Regions from separate parts of the Mus musculus genome. Here regions 1, 2 and 3 are each linked to region 4. A link is a contact called in public ChIA-PET and Hi-C data. All regions are on one chromosome and are shown on one strand. The core of a region is the stretch at or near the end of the contact, and the rest is flanking DNA. Distances in the headings are between cores, read along the strand shown. Region 1 has its middle 61 kb from the start of Gm41598. Region 2 holds the start of Dazl (deleted in azoospermia-like). Region 3 overlaps Plcl2 (phospholipase C-like 2). Region 4 overlaps Plcl2 (phospholipase C-like 2).

The links. Hi-C and Micro-C count contacts between places; a contact is called where the count stands out from the background. ChIA-PET counts read pairs in DNA pulled down with a chosen protein or histone mark.
Region 1: a contact with region 4 is called in an RNA polymerase II ChIA-PET map of memory CD8 T cells, with 200 read pairs. The contact joins two enhancer-like sites. A contact is called at or near these places in 6 of 484 Hi-C or Micro-C datasets (the Ba/F3 cell line, CD4 T cells, CD8 T cells and 3 more), 6 of 115 datasets of contacts at active chromatin or transcription factors (the 230-238 cell line, CD8 T cells, bone marrow-derived macrophages and 2 more) and 1 of 9 other capture datasets (liver).
Region 2: a Hi-C map of cerebral cortex shows a contact between it and region 4, with 4 times the contacts expected there. The contact joins the promoter of Dazl here to the enhancer-like site in region 4. A contact is called at or near these places in 9 of 39 promoter capture datasets (the C10 cell line, the HPC-7 cell line, cranial neural crest and 6 more), 18 of 484 Hi-C or Micro-C datasets (the AML12 cell line, the C2C12 cell line, the HL-1 cell line and 10 more), 13 of 115 datasets of contacts at active chromatin or transcription factors (the HPC-7 cell line, bone marrow-derived macrophages, embryonic basal ganglia and 9 more) and 6 of 9 other capture datasets (adipose tissue, bone marrow-derived macrophages, embryonic stem cells and 3 more).
Region 3: an RNA polymerase II ChIA-PET map of memory CD8 T cells shows a contact between it and region 4, with 112 read pairs. The contact joins two enhancer-like sites. A contact is called at or near these places in 6 of 484 Hi-C or Micro-C datasets (the C2C12 cell line, CD4 T cells, the HL-1 cell line and 3 more), 7 of 115 datasets of contacts at active chromatin or transcription factors (CD8 T cells, large pre-B cells, memory CD8 T cells and 3 more) and 3 of 9 other capture datasets (adipose tissue, liver and pancreatic islet).

What each region holds. Positions count from the first base shown.
Region 1 is chr17:50,728,383-50,731,082 of GRCm38.p6, reverse strand. No RefSeq gene overlaps it. Among named protein-coding and RNA genes, the nearest start is that of Gm41598, 61 kb to the left of the region's middle. Within about 2 kb of position 1,357, at least 76 of the 459 cell types and tissues checked have an H3K27ac peak or open chromatin away from gene starts, as enhancers often do. A contact at or near this core is called in CD8 T cells, Th1 cells and memory CD8 T cells, where this site is marked.
Region 2 is chr17:50,292,369-50,295,068 of GRCm38.p6, reverse strand. Dazl (deleted in azoospermia-like) reads left to right here and starts at 1,449. Exons shown (of 11, transcript NM_010021.5): 1 at 1,449-1,662. The coding sequence starts at 1,660.
Region 3 is chr17:50,677,150-50,679,849 of GRCm38.p6, reverse strand. All of the region lies in intron 5 of Plcl2 (phospholipase C-like 2), which reads right to left. Among named protein-coding and RNA genes, the nearest start is that of Gm41598, 110 kb to the left of the region's middle. Within about 2 kb of position 1,354, at least 149 of the 459 cell types and tissues checked have an H3K27ac peak or open chromatin away from gene starts, as enhancers often do. A contact at or near this core is called in CD8 T cells, group 2 innate lymphoid cells, memory CD8 T cells and 1 more, where this site is marked.
Region 4 is chr17:50,523,829-50,526,528 of GRCm38.p6, reverse strand. All of the region lies in intron 1 of Plcl2 (phospholipase C-like 2), which reads right to left. Among named protein-coding and RNA genes, the nearest start is that of Plcl2, 16 kb to the right of the region's middle. Within about 2 kb of position 1,343, at least 49 of the 459 cell types and tissues checked have an H3K27ac peak or open chromatin away from gene starts, as enhancers often do. A contact at or near this core is called in CD8 T cells, Th1 cells, cerebral cortex and 5 more, where this site is marked.

The DNA.
Region 1 (2,700 bases), core at 108-2,607, 200 kb before region 4:
GTGGGGCAGTAGCCTACTTCCAACTTTACTCTGTGGGTGTCTGTGTGTCCTCTGTTCCCTTGCTTCTGTTAGAGTTCCAGGACCCAGGTCACACAAAACAGGGCAGGCCTTGTAGAGCAAAGGTATACAACCAAGTTCTTTTACATCACAAGCAGACTGACAGGTGGAGGTGGCTTTAAGCTCTGGGGGTGGATAATTGTGCAGTGGTGGTATCTTCCTCCCATGTCCAAATTAGTGAGACTTATCTCCAAGCTGTCCTGAGGCTGCAGGTCTTCCTCGGCCTTCCCTGCTGCTACTGTGTGTATTCATAGCAGAGTTGGTCACCACGTCCTCCTTGAAACCAGGGCCCATATCTTAGCTGCTACTATTTATTGAGGATCTGGCATTTGTCAAACCCTGCCCAGAGCTGAAGACTCACCATGAAAAGATGGATCTCTAGCTCTTTAGAACTTACAGTCTAGCTAGAGAGATGTAGGGCTTAGCAGATGAGCAAACGGGGCATAGGCAGCAATGATGGGGTAGAAAGGCCACTGTCATTTTCCTCCAGCAGGAACATGAAGGCCAGAGGCCTGGAATGGAACCCAATGTCGGGAAATGTTAGCGTCTTTCAAGCTTGCCTGCCTCAGTCACCCTGGGGATGCCCCTCTCCCAGTTAAGAGGGACACTGTGGACAGTAGCTCTGGAGCCCATTTCTCCATCTCAGGCAGATGCTTGGCTCCCTGCAACAGTACTGTATGTGGTTACATCCAGTTGTCACCCACATAGCTAACAGGGCAGGTACTTTATGTCTGTCTTGGACACTGCTCAGCCCTGAGGCCCACCACTGACCAAGGAAGCCTGGGGTAGCATAAGCTCTGAACTCAAGGCTCTGCAGAGCCACGGCAGCTTCTGCAGCTTCAATCCACAACAGCCTGCACCAGAGCACAGACCCTCTGGCTGGCCACCTAAAGAAGGAAAATGCACTAGAGAGAGGGCTCAGTGGTTAAGAACACTGGCTGCTCTTCCCAGGTTCAATTCCCAGCAACCACGTGGCAGCTCACAACTGTCTGTAACTGACCAGGGGACCTGACACCCCTACATAGGCATACATATAGGCAAAATACCAATGCACATGAAGTATAAATAAAACTTTTTATAAAAATGCAACTGTGTGAGGCCTGCAGGGTGGGGACGAGGCTGCTGCTGGCTTCTCAGAATCCTGTTTCTAAGAGATTCAAAGAAAGCCTGCGGCAGGCACTGCAGAGAGGGTAACCACAGGGTCACCTAGAGGTGACCAAGCAACAACCAGCACTGTGCCTCTCTGAGCTGCTCCGGGGTTTCACCATACAGTATAATTTTAGAGCCACCTCATCTTGGGGTTTGGTAAGCCAGGAAACAGTCCACCCTCCACCCATCGTGAAAGTAAGACGTCATCTTCCTCATTCTACGGTGGCTCCATTTAGATTCCTTTTATATATTCACTATCAGAGAAAGCTTCTACAATAGTAGGTTTCCAAGTGGCTTTGCTGTCCCTTGCTCCCTACCCTCCTTTAACCTGGCCTCTCATTTACTTCTCTATCTTAGGTAAGGTTTCATTGTTGTGAAGAGACACCATGGCCAAGGCAGCTCTTACAAAGGAATACATTTAATTGGGGCTGGCTTAGAGGTTCAGAGGTTCAGTCCATTATCATCATGGCAGGAAACAGGGAGGCTTGCAGACAGCCATGGTGCTGCGGAAGGAGTTGAGACTTCTATATCTTGATCCGAATGCAGCAGAAGGAGGCTGTATCAATGAGTGTATAACCCTGAGCATGTATAACCTCAAAGCCCACTACAGTGACATGCTCCTTCCAACAAGGCCACACCTACTCCATAGTGCCACTCCCCATGGGCCAAGCATTCACACTCATGAGTCTGGGCAGGAGGGTGGGGTGTAAGGGGGGTACCTAGTCAAACCACCACACCTATTATTTTAGTTTCCATTTTATCCCTTTATGATACTGTAGTCTGTTTCCCCTTCCCCATCTAGGTCCATTCAGTATCAGGAATGGGTTATATATATATTTTTTTAAATTATTGGCAAAAAGGGTCCCATAACATTATCCAAAACATTATAGACTATTCCCAATGGTTTTGGTTACTGTCAGATCCAAGAGAAACTCCATTTCCTCAAATTTCAAAAGACAGAAGGGATGTGTGTCTCTACTCACCCCGTCCTTTACCCCAAACTCCCTCACGCTCAGTCTTCTCTCCTCAGCCACTCATTCTTCTTAGAACCTTCCTAGTTCAGATATAATCATTCATTCATTCTTCCCCCTCTCCTCTCTCTCTCTCTCTCTCTCTCTCTCTCTCTCTCTCTCTCTCTCTCTCTCTCTCTCTCTCTCGTTTTTCTCCTGGTTTTTTTTTCCATGCCATGTCCAGGCTACTTCTTTCTCTCTAGGCTCTTCCAGATGCATTTGGCTGTTCTTGCTCTCATGTCTAAAATAAAGCCTTAAATATACCATTGCATGGTAATGTCACCAGTTTATGCATCTGGTGCCAAAAACCCAGGAGGCACAAATGGCCCCCTTTCCAAGGGATCTAACTTCTCCTAATTGAGCCAAGCTGCTGAGTTGACTCTCCTAAGGTATGGATCATGTGTCTCTGCTGGTTTCTGCTACCCACCATATTTGACTACAAATTCTAGAGTCACCTACCTCTTCAGCCACTTCTTCTCTCAAC
Region 2 (2,700 bases), core at 200-2,699, 230 kb after region 4:
CAGGAATGGAAGGTCAAACACCAATGAGAGTTAGATGGTTTTGGGTTTGCTCTAGTCTGCACGGTGCTCCCCGTCCCCTCACGTCCGTGCTTTTCCTCAGGATGATGCCTTGCCAGAACACCGGTGTGCTGCAAGGTGCTCAGCTCCAAATCGGGCTGCACCGCTTCAGCTTTCCCCATCCAGCCAACGCAGGAAGGCCTGGAGCTACAGAGTTTAGAGCCATCTCTCCGCTGCTCATTAACCAACCATTCCAGCTGTCTGTAGTGGGTTTTTTTCTTCTCTACACTAAAATGAGGACAGTCCAGGCCCTTTGTTAGACTGTTCACACCACCATGTAGCCACCTACCGAAGGCCAGTGGAGAATCGGATCTTCACCGCTGTAGTTTCGAGCTTAATTTTAGTTTCAGAATTTTGGAATTTCCCCCCTTTCAAATAGGTGCAATCTACCCTTATTTGTTTTATTTTTATTTATTATTTTAATACTATTTTCTCCATCATTGCTGCATGGTTAGTGGCAATCTTAAGCTGTTTTGCCAGCTTTAAAAAAAAAAAAAGCTGTAATACTTATCATCTGTACAAAAGGTAGTCAGGACGGTATAAGTACTAGGTGGTTCTGCCGTAAGGTTATCTCCACCAAGCACCCTACAGCTCGGCTCTGCTGTAGGTAGGTAGGCCCCGTTTCTCTGGCCTTGAGAATGTTCTAGAATTCTCTCAGCTGGCCTAGCTTGTTTCTGTAAAGCCTACAAGAGAAACGCTCACACTGCAACCTAAATTCCACGAAGGGAGGGATATTCTCTCGTGTGGTCTGGTCACTGCTGTGTCCTTTGTACCGGATAATTCGGGCATTTATTTGAAGGGGCGGGGGGGGGGGAGAAAAAAAACGGAAGAAAAAAACTAAGTCCTGATGGCTGACGGGCCGGCCCGTGAGGCATGAGGTGCGCCTTCCACATGCACCCGGACTCAACCTTCTCAATGTGGCTGAAAAAGAGGGTGAAGGGGCCCGGCCAGGCAAGGCCTGCTCTCTAGTCGTGCCGCCCGTTATTAATTTCTATTTCTGCGGGCATTTTGTAAATTTTAAATTCGGCCGCCAAGCTTTGCTGACGGGATAACGCCATGCCTTCGAGGTGCCATTTTTGAGGTAATGACTTGAATAAATGCTTTCCTGACAGAACTCTGAGCACCGTCCTGCCCAGGACTTATTTCACAGGGGCTTCGGACACGGTCCTGGGGGGGCTAGGGAGTGGCAGGAGTCGGTCCATCTGTCTGTCAGTGAGGCTCGGGCCTGCTCGGCAGCCGAGACCCTTACGTAGATGTCGCGCATGCTCCATGCGCACCCCTCACGCACTCCGTGGGCGACGTGGGTCCCCTGGCCCCCCTTGCGAGGCCCTAGCGCTGCCGCCTATTGGCTGTAGCACGTCACGAGGCCAGCCACGCACAGTCATCCCCCCGGGGCGCGCAGCCCACGCCTCAGTGACTCGGCGACCCTCAGCACGCTCGCTTCGGGACTCCGCTGTCTCCGTGGCCGTGGGCTCTCTTTCCACCACCGCCTCGGCTTTTTTTTGCCCGTTGGCCGGCTAGGCAGCCACCTCACGTAGCTGCCCCGTCGCGTGGCTTCTGCTCCACCTTCGAGGTTTTACCACCCGAACTCTGGCCGCCATCATGGTGAGTCGAGGGCAGGCCCCGGGGTGGCAGTGCAAGACCAGCCGGAGGCCGCGATTCCTTACGCGGAGGTTTAAAAATCGGCCTTTTCTGGTGTAGCACAGAGAAGTGGGGAGAGGGCATAAAGAGGGTCCTTTCATATTTCCGGTTCTGGGTTCCTCCCCCACCGGACAGCCCCCAGGGTGAGGCCTGGAGGACAAGAGTGGCGGCCTTGCTGCCTTTGCGGCCTACACCAGCACTGAGGGGTTGCGGGGAGATGGCGGGCAGCCCTGGGGACCTCGGGCAGCCCCGGGGTGGGCCACGTGCACGGCCTGGGCGTCACGTGACGGCTCTTTCCCGCCTTTGGGCCGCGGTGCCCGTAGGAGCAGGCCTTAGGCGAGGCCTGCCGCGGCCCAGCCCCCACCCCGCGGCCCAGCTCCTCCGCACGAGCGCCCGGGCTTCCGGGTCGGAGCGCCGCAGCGCGGGCGCCTCCGCCAGGTGGCGCCTAGGCTGGCCGCGCCGGGTCCTGCGGCCTGGCGGCTTGGCCGCGGCGTGGAAAGGACCCGGAGGGCGTGGTTATCGGGAGGCTGAGGGCGGGCCCTGTCGCCTGGTGACTGTGGGTGGGGTGGAGGCGGCTTTGCGGGAGCTTGGCTTGCGTGGGCTGGGGGAGGAGCCAGAGGCCTGAGCCGGGCGGGGGTCGGGGAAAGCGGGACCGGACAGCTCTGCTGTAATCGCCGCTGCCGCCGCCAGCAGACTGACTGAGGCGTTGCCAGGCTAGCTTGGGCTACTGAAAACAAACGTTGATAGCCATTTAATCACAAATCCGTTAGATGTTGCATGTTCGTTTAAAATTTTTTTCCATTTTAGAGGTAAAGGAAGAAATTTATACTACTTATGACCGATGTTAACTTAAGTTGGAATTCAAATTAAGCATTTATAATGTGAAATAGGTACTTGTCTATCACAATAATTTAAATCGCACAATATTGGACCGTTTTCTCACTACATTAGGGTTAAACATTTGATAACTGCAGATTTTTATCTATTGGCCAGTATTTGTAG
Region 3 (2,700 bases), core at 105-2,604, 150 kb before region 4:
TGACTCATGCCCCTGTCATGGATCTGTCATAGGGAAGGCAGCCTCATCCACTGACATTCTGGTGACAGGTTGGGAGGAGGCTTCAGGAGCAGTTGGACCACGGAAGTGAGCCACAGCTTGGACCCAGAAAGCAGGAAATCAGGGAGAGCTTCCAGACCAAGATCCAGGAGGAAAGAGAGAGGGTCTGCAGAGTGAGGAGTGCTCAGGATCAGCTCTGTACCTCCGACAGTACTAGGAGAAGCAGCACACACAGGACCCTTCCCCCACGCACCTTCTGTGTGAGCACACATTTGCTAAGATCACTGCGCACTGTAAGGTCTTGGGGGATATGCTGTGGTGAAAAAAGCCTAATGATGAACACTGGGACTGTCGGGTTTTCTGAGCCACTCACACACTATTTAAATAGAAAAGTAGCTTCCAGTCAAGTACAGCTTCTCAGAAAAGCTGGCAACATATGATCTCACTTGTAGTACAGTCACTAAAACAGCCGAGAATATCTAGAGGAAGAGTCATCCATGGGCCACCACATTAAATTTTAGAAAAGAATTGAGTGACAGTCCTCAGGTTTCTAAGGTAAGCACTGTGCCCAGGATACATGAAGAAGATCTAGATCATGTCTGTACAGACACAACCTGGTTTATTGACTTTTTTTGGCAGAAATCTTATGTTCCCAGGGAGAATAAGTCTCTAATTACTTTTGGAGTTTCCCTCTCATCCTTGTTTTCTGAAGGCAGCCAGTGCAGGGCATGGGGGGGGGGGCGGGGGGAAGGACCAGCTGGGTATTTCATCTGATGACGGCTTGGGCTGTAAGCAGCTTGCTTTAGCCTGCCACACACACACACACACACACACACACACACACACACACACACCCCAAGCTCTTAGGTGAGATGCCAGCCAAGTAAAGCCTGCTCCATTTTCTAAGCCATGTGAGCTCCCAATGAAGCAAAGCCTTCCCCTGGCCCTGACCACCACCACATGGATCAGGAAAACCACCCAGCTGAGCACAGCTAATGTATAGAATAATGGGGGGGCTAAGCCCCCAATTTTGAGGTAGATTGTTACACAGCAACATGAAACTGGAGCTGCCAGTGAAGGCATCCATCTTTTGGCTACAGGGATTAGGGCTGGGTAAGAACTAATATGAGGAGGCCTGTCACTGTGGGACTGCTGGTCTAGAACTAAAAGGCTGGGCTGAGCCAGCAAATACCACAGGGTACACTTACTACAGAACTCATGAAGAGCAGTTGCAGAAGACCAAGGAGAGGCCGAGCTATAACACAGTAGGAACTGCGTGAACAGGAGCTAGCTAGCCATGAAGAATGGAGAGATGCCAGAGCTAAGCCAGCACAACCCTGGAACTAGAGGACACAGATGCTCTCGGTCACCAGGGCTTCTGACAGCTTTCTGGCCCTCTGAGGCAGGAATGCAGTGTTTTGATCCGAGTTCCCTGTGGTCTCTCATGATTTCCTGTGAGTGCCAACACTTTCAGCCGGTTCTCTGCCAGCTAGTCTTGGTGAATTTCTGTTCCTGGTAACCAGCTACACCAGGACTTTTCCACCTTGAGATTCTGCCATCAAAAGCACAGCAATGAACATGCACGGTAACTGTTCTCAGGGAGAGATTACTTCAGTGAGGAGAGAAGAAAGATCGATCAACTCCTCCCCACAGTGCTGGTGGGAAATGAGCCACAGAAGTCCCTGCCCACATTCCTGATACAGAGTGAAACCAATAAGAACACAACCAAGTTAAAACCACAGCAGCAGCCAGACTGCGCAGGAAGTGGCCAACTAAGGAACAGGGTCCTGTTGCACAGCTCCGCCAGGCTGGCCTCCTGCTCAGGTCACCTAAGAGCTGCGACTGCAGGCATGTGCTACTGCACTACACTGAAGTTAACAGGCTCATAAAGCTAGCAGTAGCTACTCTGAGAAGCGATAAAAATACAGAAAACTCTTTCTTATACTCGACCGAACTAGGGAGGGACACAGTTAATGATGGTTCTTGTATCTTTTGTTTATAGAGCGGAGGAAAAAAACAATTGGATAGAAAGAGAAGAGACAAGTGACCCTGGTCCAATTCAAAGCTAGAAAACCACTGTACGCACGCACGCACGCACGCACGCACGCACGCACGCACGCACGCACCACCACAGAGAAGCAGCACCTGAGTATCTGAGAAGGAACCAAGAGCAAGAGGTAGCATGTAATTCGGGATGGCCACCAAGGCTGGAGCCTGAAGCAGGGTGGCGGCGGAGCTCCGCACTGATTGTGAATGTGGGACATAGAGTAAAGGCAGAGGCCATACGGGTCTAGGAGATGTGAAACGGAAGGGCTGGTGTTGTGGCTCCGCAGTACAGTGCATGTCTAGCACGCAGAAGGCCATGTGTTCTGTCTCCAGCACCCATCCCATACTGGACATGACTGACAGCAAATGTTATGTTTCAGAGCAAGGCAACAGTGCTTAAATGTAGAAATATTGCTTACAAATATCATGAAATTTAAAACAGAGAAAAAGATTTTAAACATATATGTGTCTTGTGAAACAGTATCAAAACATACATACATACATGGGTGAATGTACACTCACACACATAAGCATACACACACACACACACACACACACACACACTCCAAGAATCTTAACAAATCCTAAGAAGAAACATAACATCATGATAAGACCTGCCATCGGGGGTCTGAAAAG
Region 4 (2,700 bases), core at 94-2,593:
AAAAGACAAAGACTTGCAGGTAGAACAAGAAGCGAGCCTTTCGAGCGCCATCTCCATGAGCGGCCTTCTACTTTAGTTTAATACAGAGGGTGAGACTGAAGTCCGCCCTGCGACTTCTAGGTTTTGTTTTAGTGATATCAGAGACATGTGGTGCCAAGAAGGGAATGAGGACCACTCTACCACCTTTGGGATAGTGTGCGCACAGCAGAATGAAAGTCCTTTGTCTCTTCTGGCTACATCTACCTGCATCACTCCCTGTGCCCACACACCCTATTTGTCTCTATATGGTTAAGGACAGCCATTCCGATGCCATGTGTGTCATTAGGGAGAGAACCCAGTACATATTTGAACAGGAGGCTATGGAAACCAAGTAATTTTAAAAGACAGTCTGTTGTTTTTCCTGGAGTCCGTGGCTTCTGCTTGCAATGAGGCTGCCAACTGCAAAGCACTTCTGACTCAAGCCTGCAGATGCATGTGGCTTTCTGCTTACAGGCTGTGTGTCCAGAGCAGCAGCTGGATAAAAGCACTCCCAGCTTTTGAACAGCAACCAGTGTGGGAACAGCAAAGACTGAACTGAAAGACCTCATTCACAGGGCCAATAAGCCACCAAATAGGCCAGCCCACCAGTAAGCTCTCCCCCTACAAAGTCTGCCTCTTTGAAAGGTCTCCTACACATCTTTCCTCGGTTACACAAACTCCCTTACACCTGGTTCTCTAGAAAACCAGTAGACCTCGGTGGAAACAAATTCTATATGATTTTATTATTAATGTGGGGGTGCGAGTGGGGGTGGTGATTTTGTTTTTGTCTTTACCCAAATCTGAAAAGGCTAAAAAGTGAAAAAGCATGTCCCTGGCTCTGCCAATTTAACAACAGTGCCAGAGATCATGCACTCAGTTTTTCAGGATTACTAGACAGCACAATTGACAAAAATGAATAGGGACATGGAAAGCTAGAGGTAACTCAGGACATGGGGGTGTTTTTTGTTTGTTTGTTTGATAATCAGCAAAGTCAGATTATCTGCCTACATCTGACGGTCTATTCCCTGGGACCAACACTTTCTTACCAGCACAGTCTAAGGCATCCATGAACACTGCACTTTCCAAAAGACCACAAAAAGTAACTATTGGGCAGTCCTCATTCACACGTAAATGATGAAAACCAACAGAGGCTCACAACTGAAGAATGCTAACTGGCTTATTACAAAAGCGTGGGCTGAAGGGACCCGCCTTGCCAGAAGTTCTTGGAGAACATCAAAAGAAACCTCAGAACCTTGAGTATACAGCACCGCTCTACAGGATCTCCTGCAAATCTTTTCTTCTGCACACAGCCACAAACCCAATTTGACCATTTCCCAGAAATAAAGCTTCACAGGACGCCTCCCACTGGGTGTGGCTTCTCCTCCCACTTGGTTGCACGACACCCAACCTCTCTCAACCATCAGTCTATATCCTCTCACCCCATATGGGTGCACCGTGGTAGACACACCAGAACTCCTACAGATTCCACACTTCCACTGGCAAATGCTCTGCTGTGAAGCCAGCTCAGGGGCCTCATCTATTACATCCTCAGCAATGAAAGTAAAATAAAGAGCAGAAGTTCAATGTATCCCTGCTTTCTGTGTGAGCTACTTTTATGTCAACTTGACACACACCTATAGTCATAGTGGATGGGGGAACCTAAGTTAAGAAAATTCCCAACCAGATTAGCCCGTGGGCAAGCATGTGGTGCATTTTCTTGACAGTGGATGTAGGTGGGCCCAGCTCATTGTAAGCAGTGCTACCCTGGGCTGGTGGTTCTGAGTTCTATAAGAAAGCAGGCTGAGCAAACCATAGGAACAAGCCAGAAGCAGCCCTCCTCCATCCGTCCCTGCCTCCAGGTTCCTGCCCTGACTTCCCTGGATGCTAGATTATAAGCTATAAAATAAAATAAACCCTTTCCTCCACAAGAATGCTTACGGTCAGCAGGGTAGTGGTGGCTCACGCCTTTAATCCCAGCACTTAGGAGGCAGAAGCAGGTGGATTTCTGAGTTCGAGGCCAGCCGGGTCTACAGAGTGAGTTCCAGGACAGCCAGGGCTACACAGAGAAACCCTGTCTCGAAAACAAACAAAACAACACAAAACAAAAGATGCTTATGGCCATTACCTTTTATCACAGCTATAGAAACCCTAATAGACTTGCTCAAGGGTCTAGGTGCATGTCAGGATAGATCGGTGCCCAGAAAGTGAAAGTCACCAATGCCAACTTCCAGATCTCACCTAAAGGCAATGGATCCTACCTGATATCTGATTGTTCTGTACCAACATTTGCATAAAAATAAATAATATTTTCACACAAATAGTTTCAAAGTAATGGAAAAGTATGGATTATGGATCACAGGATGAGATGGTTAGACTTTAAAATGTAAAGGTTTTCAAGTTTAAAATCTAAAAGAAAATAAATCCATGTAAATTCTCCTTTTCCAAAATGCTCGTATTTGCCTACTCCTAACTTCTAACACCGTGTCTAAGACGCAAATGTTTGAGGCAGATTCCAATTAAGTTTTGCTTTGTGCTTTTAAGCGAACCAACCCACAGAAAATGAGCCAAGCTCCTCGAAGATGAACAGACGTTGCTGGTAGAGGCATATCGGTGCTAGATACGTACATGATTCCCTTCCATGACATTCCAGAGTGAAAATTCTAAAGTTATACCTAAGTCTTG